Regions from separate parts of the Pan troglodytes genome. Here region 2 is linked to region 1. Evidence: chromatin contacts called from public Hi-C data. All regions are on one chromosome and are shown on one strand. Each heading gives the region's core, a stretch centred on a gene start, on an enhancer-like site or on the middle of the called end of the contact. The rest is flanking DNA. Distances are from core to core; before and after follow the strand shown.

Region 1 (6,571 bases), core at 2,603-5,102:
CTCTGGGGTCCAAGAGGCACCTTGAGAGTTCCACGCTGGGATCCCCGAATCTAAGCTGCAAAAGGGCATATGGTGTCTCAAGCTGCTTGAAAGAAGTATTGTCTCAGATTTTACTTAGTAAGCATTGGTCAGGAAGGCCAGGTCAACATTAAGAAGCAGAAATTAGTGTAGACTGAGAATGAGCCCTGTCATGTGCCTGACAGAAAATAGGCTGGGCCAATCTGGAACTCTACTTAAAAAAGAAGTAGGTGTGGCTGGGCGTGGTGGCTCACACCTGTAATCCCAGCACTTTGGGAGGCCGAGGCGAGTGGATTGCCAGAGCTCAGGAATTTGAAACTAGCCTAGGCAACACGGTGAAACCCCCTCTCTACTAAAATACAAAAAAAAAAACAAACAACAAATTAGCCGGGCATGGTGGCATGCGCACATAGTCCCAGCTACTTAGGAGGCTGAGGCAGGAGAATTGCTTGAACCTGGGAGGCAGAGGTTGCAGTGAGCCAAGATCCTGCCACTGCACTCCAGCCTGGATCACAGAGCGAGACTCCGTCTCCAAAAAAAAAAAAAAAAAGCAGCAGCTGTGGAATAAAGCACTGGCTTCTCCTTTCTGCTCCCTTTTTGTTTGGTTTTTTGGGATTCTGACCTTCAAAGGGGACTCCTTTTACATTGGATTGCAGCTAGAGGTGTGGCCAGAGGTGGTGACGCATGACTGTAATCCCAGCATTTTGGGAGGCCAAGGCAGGCAGATCACTTGAGGTCGGGGGTTCAAGACCAGCCTGGCCAATGTGGTGAAACCCTGTCTCTACTAAAAATACAGGCATCTACTAATCAGAGAAGCAGGGTGGGGTCTCCTGAAAAGAGCATGGCCTTTGGGATTTAAAAGGCCTGGATTCAATCACTCTTCTACTTACTGGTTGTGTGACTTTGACAAACCACTTCACCTCTCTGTGCCACAGTTTCTATCTTCTCTGTAAATTGAGGATAACCAGGCCAACCTCGGGCATGGTGGCACATGCCTGTAATTCCAGCTACTCCAGAAGCTGAGGCATGAGAATCTCTTGAACCTGGGAGGCAGAGGTTGCAGTGAGCCGAGATCGCACCACTGCACTCCAGCTTGGGTGACAGAGCAACTCCATCTCAAAAAAAACAACAACAAAAAAGACTGGGTGCTTTCAGAGGCATGCATTTCATGAGTTTGGGTTACAACAAGAGTAATTTCTTAAGACTTACACACCTTTGAAAACTGAAATTGACTTAGCACTCCAAAATCCACTCCATAGTACGCAAATACTTTAACACAAGTCCATACATCTTTCCTTCCTGTACCTGCACTGGCAAGAGAACTCATTTAATGATTGATGAGGCAATGCTGTACCCAAGAAGAATTAATCAATAGTTTGCAATTATTATGGAGAGTGGGACAGTAGTTAGACAATAGCCAAGACCCATCTAGCTAGCAACAAAGTCTTTCTTTCTCTCTCTCCACATGGTACCAAAAAACTGAATTCTGCTTTATGGTTTTTTTTCTATTTTCCATCTGAATAACTAAAATAGAACTGGATGTGTCCAAAAAGCAAAGCCTAGAAAAAGCAATAATATGGCCCCCAGTGAATGTCAAGGTATCTATTAATGCATAGATTTGATTACTCGTCTTAATGGGAAAATAGGGTCAGGAGACTGCGTTGTGTGAACTGGAATGGCTACCATGAATTACCACGTTTTAGGAGTCCATCAACTTTTTATTTTGCAAATCAAAGATCTTGAATTGAAGTCATGTTGGGCTGCACCCATGTGCTGACACGGCAGACAGTCCAGCTGGCCCTCTTGCAGCCTTTTGGGTCTGTCTGCCCACTTGGCTCTGCCCCTCTGCCCTCAATGGGGCTGGTATCACTGCTTAAAAAAAAAAAAAAAAGGAAAAAAATGTCTGCAAAACAAGCTTTTGTGCAGAGAGGGGAAGCCTAATTACTCGTAATCAATATGGCCAGATGAGATTGGGCCCTGTGGATTGTTTTGGAGTCAGACAGACCTGGGGGCAAACTCTGGCTTTGCCATTTGCTAATTATGTGATTTTTGACAATCTATTGAAGCTTTCTGAGCCTCGGTTACTTCATCTATGGAATGGAATTCATAAGAGCATAGTACACTTAGCATAGTAAGTGCTCAGCAAATGTTAGTTATTTAATAATGGAACCAGTTGACTTCTTTGGAAGTCTGGATAATAATATATTTTGGGCATTAATAATGTAGAGAGAAATATTGTCATTTAACAGTTCCTTCCAAGAAAGGTAAACCAAGTCACAGAATGCGGGTGAGGTCATGAGTGGGTGGAGAGGTGAAGAGAGAATCATACTTCTGGCTGTACATGCCATTGGTCAGAAAACGAGGTTTCAGCTCTCACTTTAATGTACTGTAGTTTATTTCAACATCAAAAGAGCAGGGTCTTTTGTCACTGCTTTTTGTTAAGTAGTAGATTTCTTTTTTAGATGGCATAGAGTAACTTCTTTTGCATCTGCCTCTTCTTGACCTTCTTATTTATCATAACACTTCCGTCAGCTCAGCAACACGTTGCAATAAAGGACTGATCCCATTTAATTCCTCTGAAATTAATCATAATAACAGCAATTATAATGAACCCATTTAGTGTAAAGGTAGATGTAAATTGCTCTTGCGTAGCATTTTCGCCTTTAGTTTTGCTCTCACCAGCATCCACCCTAATATGGATCATGCAGTGGCCTCTCTATAGCCAGATTATTTTTCTGAGTTCAGATCTTGTCCTAGTTCAGTACATGGCTGCTTTTTGCCATTTCCTTCCTGTGAGGGCAAACAGGAAGCTCCCTGTGACGTGTACAGGTCACAGGGAACGTCATTTGATTTGAATTTGCTCTCACCATCCAGAACTTCCTTAGTAGTAGAATAATCATCTTACAATTCTTTTTAAAAAATTTTTCTTTAGAGACAGGGTCTCGCTTTGTCACCCAGTGACACAATCACAGCTCACTGCAGCCTCGAACTCTTGGGGTCAAATGGTCTTCCTGCCTCAGCCTCCTGAAGTAGCTGGAGCTACAGGTGCACACCACTACACATGGCTATGTTTTTAATTTTTTTGTGGAGACTGGGTATCCCTATGTAGCCCAGGCTAGTCTCAGATTCCTGGACTCTAGCAATCCTCCCACCTCAGCCTCCTGAGTAGCCAGGGTTATAGGCGTGAGCTACTTAGCCTGACCCAGTCTTATAATTCTAAATGCACTGATGAAGCCAGAACCTAAAGATTGATGTTTCAACCCAACCCATTCACCTTACAGATTACGAAATCAAAGGCCAGGCACGATGGCTAACTCTTGTAATCACAGCATGCAATTCGGGAGGCCAAGATGGGAGAATAGCTTGAGCCCGAGAGTTTGAGGCTAGTCTGAGCAATGTAGGGAGACCCCATCTCTACAAAAAAAATTAAAAAATTAGCCGGGCATGGTATCATGCACCTGTAGTCCCAGCCACTCGGGAGACTGAAGCAGGAGGATCACTTGAGCCCGGTAGTTCCAGGCTGCAGTGAGTCATGATGGCACCACTGCACTACAGCCTGGGCCACAGAGCTAGACAGGAGGGAGGGAGGGAAACTGAAGCCATCCAAAAATGTGAAGAGAGTTATTCTATATCATAAAACCATTGGTGTCAGGGCCCAGACCAAGCTCTAAGGCGGTGAGGAGCACATTTCTGCCCTGCCAGGCCAGTGAGCTTCCTGGTACCAGGAATTCTGTCATATTGCCCAGGCTAATGCTTTGCAGTCCCTTTTTGAATTCTGACTCCTGGGGATGGTGGGGTGGGAGGGAGCAACCAACAGGCAGGCCCTTGAGACTCTGGAAATCATTCAGGCAGCTGTGCAGAGACTCCTCCCTCTGGTCTGGAGAGAGGGGTGCAGAGGCCACAAGATAGCTTGCTTTTTGCCTCCAGCCATCAGCCCCACTGGGGTCTAGTTAGTGGGCCAGAAGTTGTGTGCCCTAATAGCATTGGGGTAAATGTCCTGGAGTCCAGCTCTTTGCTTCCCACCACTCTCTTCTCTCCTCCCTCTCCCTGCCTGAGCCCTGGCTACACTGAGTGCATGTCCGATGAGGACAGAGCTTGGAAGCTGCCCCAGAACCAGCACCCACCCACCTGCAGGATGTGACCTCTGGGCTCTGAACACACTGCTTCCTCCCTCTTCCTCCCCACCTAGGGAACAGTTTTAGACCACAATTCCCAAACAGCCCCACTTTGCACTTTAATCCCAAAGAGACTCCAGCACTTTGTGACCACAGAAAACTTGTCACTTCATTATGATTCTGAAAAAAAGAGAGCAAAGGGTAATTCATAGTTGTTTTAATGACTTTGCATCCTTTCCCATGGAGGCAGCTTTCAGCTGCTAGGCACAAAGGACGCTGGCCTTCTCTGACATCTGACAGTGCAGTGGAGCAGCATTTTCACAAGATTCTTCACAGCCAGTTAACCCAATTAATCTTCCCACAGTCATTACCCAGGTGCCGTACCATTCGGCTGCCTGGGAGCCTCCAAAGCTCCGTTGTGTGGAGATGAACTATTGTGCCTCCCGACCTTGAAAGGATGTTTCTAACTAATTAATGATTGTTAAGTGCTTGGAAAATGCACTGTGGAACTATGCTGGGGCTCATATGTCTGCATCTTCAGCTGTACAGATGCACTGAATGCAAATCAGAAATCCTTCCTGCCATTTGTAAATCATAGGAAGATGGCTATGACCCTTTCTTTTCTCAAAGAGTTATCTGTCCTCCTCCTCCTCTTTTTCTTCATTCGTTTCTTCTGAGCTGTGTATTTAAGCTCCCTTTGAAATGGGCCAGTGTTTTGTACCATTTCCTCTACTGAAGTGAGAAGGATCTTATAGGGTTTTTCCAGCCACGTGATCTTTAATGAGGCAAATTGAAAACAACTATTGGCTGAACCATCCGGGAAGAAAATGTGGTTTTCTGTATAGTAGTTTTTAAATTTTTTTGATATGAGCAATAGTGGGAAATATATTCTGTATCACAGCCCAGTATACTCACACATATGCATATATATGTACACATATATATACACCTACACATATATATGTACACATGTATACACATACACACACTACATACACACATATACGTATATAGACACATACGTATACATATACGTATATATACACACATGCGTATACATATACGTATATATACACACATGCGTATACATATACGTATATATACACACATGCGTATACATATACGTATATATACACACATGCGTATACATATACGTATATATACACATGCGTATACATATACGTATATATACACATGCGTATACATATACGTATATATACACACGTATATATACGTATATATACATATACGTATATATACACGTGTGTATATATACGTATATATACATATACATATATACACATACGTATATGTGTGTATGTAATGTGTAATGTATATACACACATACTCACATTACATACACACATATATGTGTATATATACTTCACATATATGTGTGTATATGTGTTATACACACATATATATTTGTGTGTATATATACCCATGGAAATATATACATGTGTATATATTTATATACACACACATATGTACATTGGATTATGTGTATAATATGCACACATACATATTTATATATGCACACATACATATTTATATATACACACATAATTTTTATGGAATAATACTTAATTTTTACTGTGTATAACATTATTTGGATATCTGATGTATTAGATATGTATCTATTGTTCTAAAATGCTGATAATGTCAGATTAAGCTGATTTCACCAATTTCTCACGAATTGGCCCCCTAATGAAGTGCAGTCAGCATTGGAAACACACTGGTATCATAGAAAGGCCACCAGAATGCTGGGCAAGGATCAGGGGACCTGGGTTGTATTTCAAGTTTTGTCCCAACTCCTAGATTCCTTTCCCCAAACTCTGTGTCCTCATATAAAATTAAAGTATTTTGTTTTCAAACTGAGGGTACCCTCAGACTACTTTTTAAGAAATCCTCTTGTGGAAAAGCCCATTATGGAAAACAGATCCCTGACTGGTCCATATCTCCTCCCGTAAGTCACCCCCACCCCCTCCCAGAGGTCCTTGCAACAAAATCCAAATCCTACTGGATTAGAAATTTCATGACATCCATCTAGTTCTGGCCTTCAATGATTAATTTATTTCTTAGGTAATAGATTCATCTAACAAAATGCAATCTGATTTATTTCCATGGATTCTGAGCTGGGAATCGCAATTGGGAATCTCCAGAAGCAGTGGGGATTTTTGCTGTAGGACCATCGTTCTTTTCTGCCTGAGCATTGTCATTTGTTCTTTGGCCTTAAGAGATAGACTTCTTCAGGGAAGGAATGAGTTAGAAAGGTCTTCAGTTGATGTATGAGCAGGTGGACACGTGTGGATGTTTATTTATGTCATTGTGTCTGCTGTTTGCCTCCTAAATTCAGCAGGTTCTTGATTTTTAACACAGCTCAAATCATTTGGCCTACAGCTGGTAAAATACAATTTTCTGGGTTCTCAAAAAGAAAG
Region 2 (6,571 bases), core at 1,778-4,277, 160 kb after region 1:
AGAACAATTGTGTGTACACAAATTTCTCTCTGAACTTTTTCAGTTTTCAATCTATAAGTGGGTATCATACACAAAAGTCGGTCATACATTACATCCCTGACGTTGTTCACACACAACGTCTGAACAATGACAGAACAAAATAGTCACCTACAACTGTCACTAATTTTGAAAAAGAAGGGGGGATTTACTTCTCTATAAAATATTCTTTACATTCATTGTGAATAATAGAAAAGGAAAACATGCAATATTCCAAAGCAGAGGCTTTCTGCATCCCCAATTCCTCTCCCTTTCTTCTACTGCCCTGCCCACTTGTGTAGCCTTCACACACACACACACACACACACACACACACACACACACACTTCATGTGCATGAAGATATTCACAGCACTTAGCTCCCTCTAAAAATGGGCTGGAATTCTATAGTTGAAAAATCTAGATTCAGACCTCTGACTCCAGTACATGGGGCTTTTCCATGCAATAGGTGAAGTCAGACGTTTGTCATTTGAGACACAGAACCCTGACTTGTTACTTCATGACACAGCCGGTGGTTTAACTACTCCCATCTTGATTCCAGATTTAAACACACAGTTGAAAAGAAATGTAGCCCTTCCTGAATTGGAGAATCATAAATGGGAAAAGGGGAACCAAAGTTCCCTTTAAAACCTGCATCTTTGCTTTTGTTGTTAACTAATAAAGTCTGTAGTCGATAGCTAAGCACTGAATGAAAATTAATTGTTAAATTCTGAGAATTGAACCTTCTTGTATTTTAATTTTGTTCAAACGTATTTTTTTCTTTTTCTTTTTTTTGTAAAAAAAAGAAAAAGCACAAACTTTCTTCTGCCTGCAACATTTCAGTAGGGTAAAACATCCTTTCTTTGTATTTGAATTCACTTTTTTGATGCAAGAAGAAAGGGAAAGATCTTGATGCAGGAAAATGGCATTGGCTCACAGATGCTATCTGCCATGCTTTTGTGCAGCTTACTTTATAACATACATGGGGCAGGATTTCTAGACTCTACCTTTCCTCACCTAATAATTCACCCTTTCAGTCCCTGTGCACATATTTATCAAGGTTGGGAACTTTTTTTCCGATTATTTAAAAGTCGTCATTGCAGTTACTTCCTCTGAAACAGACCACCTCTTTCATTAGGAATATTTATGGGAAATAATATATTTGTACAGTTGAAAGCATCACCTGTTTTGCTAAGTCAGTTCTTGTCTGAACTCAAATATGCTGTTAGAGGGTTTACTCAACAACACTCACTAATGGAAAGCACTAATCAAAACTTTTCTACAGCAGTAAATTTTTATATTCTTTAACCACTGGATTCCAATTAAATGTATTCAATATAGCAAGCTTTGATTAAACAAATTTTTAAAAAGAGATTATGTATACAGCCCTGTGGAAAACAAGGCAGGTTAGGTATGCAGGCACTTGTATATTCTTAATAGAAGTCTTTACCTGAAGGTAAAACCCAATAAAGTGTTAGACCCTATAATGTGCTAGAGACCCTATGTTGATTTACCTGTGTTACATCGTCAGCAGAAATCAACTTTACCAGGTACACACCAAGCTTATATATTTAATGCATATAAAAATGCATATAAAAGATCCTTTTTTCTTTATATAAAGAATTACTGAATTTCATTAGGCCACGTTTTTCTCTAAAAAAGTTCTTTGTTAACCATGGGATAACTGATTGCAAATAAAGGAAGTTACGGCACTGTGCCGATGTTTATAAAGGGAGGGAAAATCCTTAATGTGAGCTTACAATTTCGATGAAAAAGAAAAACCATCATAAATACAAGAGTTGGCCTTACTCTAACATACATTAGCAAGATCTTTCAAAGGATCTCCCTGCTTTCACTGACATATAAATATTTTCCTAAATGACTCAAAAAAAAGACGTTAGGATACTTAATTGAAGTCTATAAGGAGAGGTCTGGGAATAGGTGGATGAAAATCATTTGGTTTTTGTTTTGAAAAAACAAAAAAAATCCATTTTTCCTCATCTGAGGATATTTAGACACAACATCTCTATACATTTTCCATAAAAATGTCACAGACCTTTCATATGTCAGATTCCCCTCCCCCACTATATTTAAGTTTCAGGATTAGTTGCAGCCTTAGAAAAATATTTAATTCTCTTTGCTCTGTGACTTGGCTTAATGAATCTAGGTTGAGTTTCTTTAGGAAATATAAGAAGCTTCTTGACAACTGAGAAGCCTCCCAGACACTCATTTCTGTCAGAGTTTTCCAAAACTACACAAATAAGCTGTGGCCAGGGAGGTGCCTACATCAGACAAGAAAAGAAGAACACGGGCTTCCTTCCCTGACCTCTGCTATGTTTGAGTGAGAAATGTGTTTATTGCTCAGTCTCACTGAGTGTTTAACTGTTCCAATTGCGCAAATTATGAGTACTTTGAGTGAAAATTATGAGCGCAGAAGCCTTTCTTTATCATTTCCAACTGTCTGATCTGTTTTGTCCTTGTTCGCCACCACCTTTGAGAATTGCAAAAAAAAAAAAAACTATGCCAGTTATTTTTGTAATACTACCATTGCATTAAAACCTTTAACCATAAAGTCCTCTAGTGATTTTTCTTTCCCTCAAAATTTGTATTGCTTTTAAAAAGGATTGCATTAAGATTCCGAACGTTTAACGGAGAGAAGAGTGACATTAGTATACATCCTTTTTAAGCTCCTGATTGAAACAAAACAAAAACTACGCAAAAGACCTGCTTCTTTGCCTTGGGCCCTGACTGTTTAGGGGGCAGGGGCTTCTGCGAGGGGCGGTTAAGTGGCAGGGAAGCGCAGATCCCGCTGCACTCCGCAGCAGCCCGGGTGTGGAGCGCGCAGAGGGGGCACCTCGCCTGAGTCTCGGGCACGCTGCGCACCCACGGGAGGATTTCAGGGAGGCGGTGGCCAAGTCGGGGAGCGCATGCCGGGGCCGTACTCCCTCCTGGGACAGCGAGCCTTCCGAAAGTCCGAGCCCCAAGAAAAGTTGACCCTGGGTCTGAGAGTAAGAGGGAGGAGCCGAGAGCATGGACTAGAGAGGCACGGAGCCTCCCGGGCCCTGAGGCTGCCGCCTCCCTCCGCAGCAGCCACCTCCTCCCGCCCTTTACAAAGACAAGCTCCTTGCTCCCAGGAGTCGGCCTGCCCATCCCTGAAATGTGCACGTGAAGGAGGTAGCCTGGGTAGCCAGGGAAGGTGCGGTGCCCGTGCCGGGGCCGCGGGGCGTGCGGGAGTCCTGGGCGTCGCCGCACCTGCCGGTCTCCTCTGGGAGTCCTGGGCCGAATCCTCAGTTCGGGCGCCCTCTGGCGCCGCCGTGGGGAAATCATCCGGCGCCAGGCGCCATGCCGCACAACACTGTGGAGCAGCCCTGCCGGCGGGGTGGGTGCCTCCTATCTAAAGCACTGGACCAGGGGCTCTGCCAGCAAACATGGTTCTTCCATCAGCGTGTCGGGGTTGCAGAACCTCAGGGCATGGTTTCTCTCGGCAAGGTGTTAGACGCCAATTATCTTCCCCCGACAGACTTTTGTGAGACTTCAAAGGGAAGAGAAAGGAGGGTCCCAAGACTTCCAACTCCCTCTTCCTCCCTCCCTACACACGCGCGCACGCGTAAACACACCCACACGCACACAAACACACACACCCTATTCTTTACCTGTCCACAGGATCTCTAACATTATTCTTAACCCCATGTGATGGCTTTTTTGATATGTCGACTTGACTAAGCTAAAGTTCCCATTGATTCACCAGACACTAATCTAGCTGTTACTGTGAAAGGGTTTGATGATGTCATTCAAGTCACTAATCAGTTCACTTTAAGTAAGGGAGGTTATACTGGATAACTTGGGTGGGCCTGGCCTAATCAGTTGGAAGCCCTCAAAGCACAGCCAAGACTCCCCAGAGAGAGACAGAGACAGAGAGGAGGTCACATCCATGAACAACAGCGCAGTCATGCCCAGAGCTCCACTCTGCTTTTTAGCTTCCCCTCCTGACTCCCTGTCCTGTGGACTTTGGATGTGCTTAGGCAGCTCCCACAACAGCATAAGCCAATTTTTTTTTTTTTTTTTTTTTTTTTTTTTTTTTTTTTTTTTTTTTTTGAGACGGAGTCTTGCTCTGTCACCCAGGCTGGAGTGCAATGGCACGATCTTGGCTCACTGCAAGCTCCGCCTCCCGGGTTCACGCCATTCTCCTGCCTCAGCCTCCCGAGTAGCTGGGACTACAGGCGCCTGCCATCACGCCCGGCTATTTTTTTTGTATTTTTAGTAGAGACGGGGTTTCACCGTGTTAGCCAGGATGGTCTCGATCTCCTGACCTCATGATCCACCCCCCTCGGCCTCCCAAAGTGCTGGCATTACAGGCGTGAGCCACCGCGCCCGGCCAGCATAAGCCAATTCCTAGTAAGACATCTCTGAATGGATATATTGGTTCTGGGTCTGAGGTTGAACACTAGCTGGTACAACCCACACAATCCAAATCAGAAAAAGTATGAAGGAAATTCAGAGTGCCAGAAGATGCCACCTCATCCCTCCTATCTGTCAGTCAGTATTCTCTGAATGTCTAGCAGTGGCAGGCACAAGACACTGTACTCTGGAGATACCTCCAAGGACAGAGCACACTGGGTTTCTTCTTCGATTTGGGCTTCAGTGCCTGCTGCTAAGTTAGATGGGTGAATAAGAGAGGCAGTGGCTATAAAGGTTAGTGAAGCTCTCTCTCTTTCTCTCTCCCTCTGACACACACACACGCCCCTCCATGTGACAACTTTGGAGTTTTTAAACCTAGACCAGAAACCAGCTTTAATTAATGGTTTGTTGTGGGTACTTGTGGCATGCTTGGAGCTACACAAAAATACAGTAGGAGGAGGACTCCGGTGAGGAGAAGCAGACAGCAGTCTTTGCCTTGCGGGCCCTCTATCTATCACCACTAAAGGTAAAATGCTGTTTATCCATTGCCAAACCTTCTGAGTCATCCACCCCCACAGTGCATTTTCTTTGCACTTACTGTTTCTATGCATGGCAAAGGGGTGACACACTGATAATGGATCAGAGCAGTAAAATGTTGGCAAAGACTCAACAGGCTGGGAAGAGGAAGCCTCCTCTCCAGATTGATCCAGGGCTACTGGTCCTAGACCAAACTGGAATGTCCAATAAAGACCGCATTCTTCTCTAACATCTACCCCTTCCCTGAGCATCAAGGCCTGTTCCAGGATGGCAGTAACCCTGTGTAATTCAATCCAACAAATGTTTGATGAACACCTACCATGCTACAAGTCCACCCTCTACAATCTGGTGTCCTGAAATGGCTTTTGTAATTATCATTGGCCTGCAAATGGCTTGCTATATTAAGTGGATAACTTTCATGGATATTCTGTTGGCTTCTCCATGAATTTTTACCTCTTGGGCAATTTTCTCCTGGAGATTCACACCGTCCCTTGGGCTCAGTCACAACTCTGTCTGGATTTTATCTCCTGTTTGTCTTGTTTGTTTCTTTTCAGCCCTCTTTAGAAGGATTTCCTTCTCACCCCCACTCCTCCAGATTTTAAAGTAGGTGTGTTCAAGGCTCTGTATTGGCCACCTTCCTGACCCTATTCCTATCTATTCTCCCTCCTCGAGAGATGAACAGACCTCTGCTGACCTCCAAGTCCTTATCTCTAGTGTGGACCTCTCTCCTGAATCCATTATTCTCTTTGTGTGGACACTTGGGCATACCATAAGAACCACAAAGATAACACTTTGTTAAGGAACCTCATCATCTTCTTTCTCTTGCCTCTAACCTCTTAATCATCTGGAAAACACGAGCTGAATTAACAATGCCAGAAACTGCATTCTCCCAAGAGCCCATGACAGACATTTCAGAGGCATTCCAGATTTCCTCTTGCTTAGCTCTCACATCCAACTAGAACCCAAGATGTAAGGGTTCTCTGAAGAGTACCTCTAGTCCCTGCTCCTCCCTCTGATCCCCACATGGGTTTAGGCCTTCACAAATCTTTTCTTGGGGCAAATGGTCTTCTGTTGGTCTCTCTGCCTCCATATCGCTATTCTCTCTCATTCATCTTCCTAAAATGCAAATCCCCCCGTGATTTCTCCCTACTTTAAAAGCAATGTCAATGACAAAAATTCCTTAAGACTGAATAGCATTCCATTATATATGTACACCATATTTTCTGTCATTTGCAACAGCATGGATGAACCTGGAGGACATTATGCTAAGTGAAATAAGCCAGGTGCAAAAACACAAATACTGCAAAATCTCACTTATACGTACAATCTAAAAATGTTGAACTCACAAAAGTAGAAAGTAGAACGGTGGTTGTCAGAGACTGGGTGTGGGGGTGGAGAAGGAAGGGGAAGATGATAGTCAAAAGGTACAAAGTCCAGTTCGACAGGAGAAATAAGCTCTGGCGATCTATTGCACAGCATGGTGACTATAGCTCACAATAATGTATTGCACATTTCAAAATTGCTAAAAAATTGAAGTAGATTTTAAATGTTCTTGCCACAAAGAAAAGATAAATATGTGGAGTGACATCCTGATTTAATCATTTCATGATATATACATGTAT

The links. Hi-C and Micro-C count contacts between places; a contact is called where the count stands out from the background.
Region 2: a Hi-C map of stem cell-derived neural progenitor cells shows a contact between it and region 1, with 5 times the contacts expected there. The contact joins two enhancer-like sites. A contact is called at or near these places in 1 of 7 Hi-C or Micro-C datasets (stem cell-derived neural progenitor cells) and 1 of 1 datasets of contacts at active chromatin or transcription factors (stem cell-derived excitatory neurons).

Annotation. Positions count from the first base shown.
Region 1 is chr6:34,491,474-34,498,044 of NHGRI_mPanTro3-v2.0_pri, forward strand. All of the region lies in intron 5 of CREB5 (cAMP responsive element binding protein 5), which reads left to right. Among named protein-coding and RNA genes, the nearest start is that of TRIL, 260 kb to the right of the region's middle. Within about 2 kb of position 3,853, at least 11 of the 24 cell types and tissues checked have an H3K27ac peak or open chromatin away from gene starts, as enhancers often do. A contact at or near this core is called in stem cell-derived neural progenitor cells, where this site is marked.
Region 2 is chr6:34,649,369-34,655,939 of NHGRI_mPanTro3-v2.0_pri, forward strand. No RefSeq gene overlaps it. Among named protein-coding and RNA genes, the nearest start is that of TRIL, 100 kb to the right of the region's middle. Within about 2 kb of position 3,028, at least 11 of the 24 cell types and tissues checked have an H3K27ac peak or open chromatin away from gene starts, as enhancers often do. A contact at or near this core is called in stem cell-derived neural progenitor cells, where this site is marked.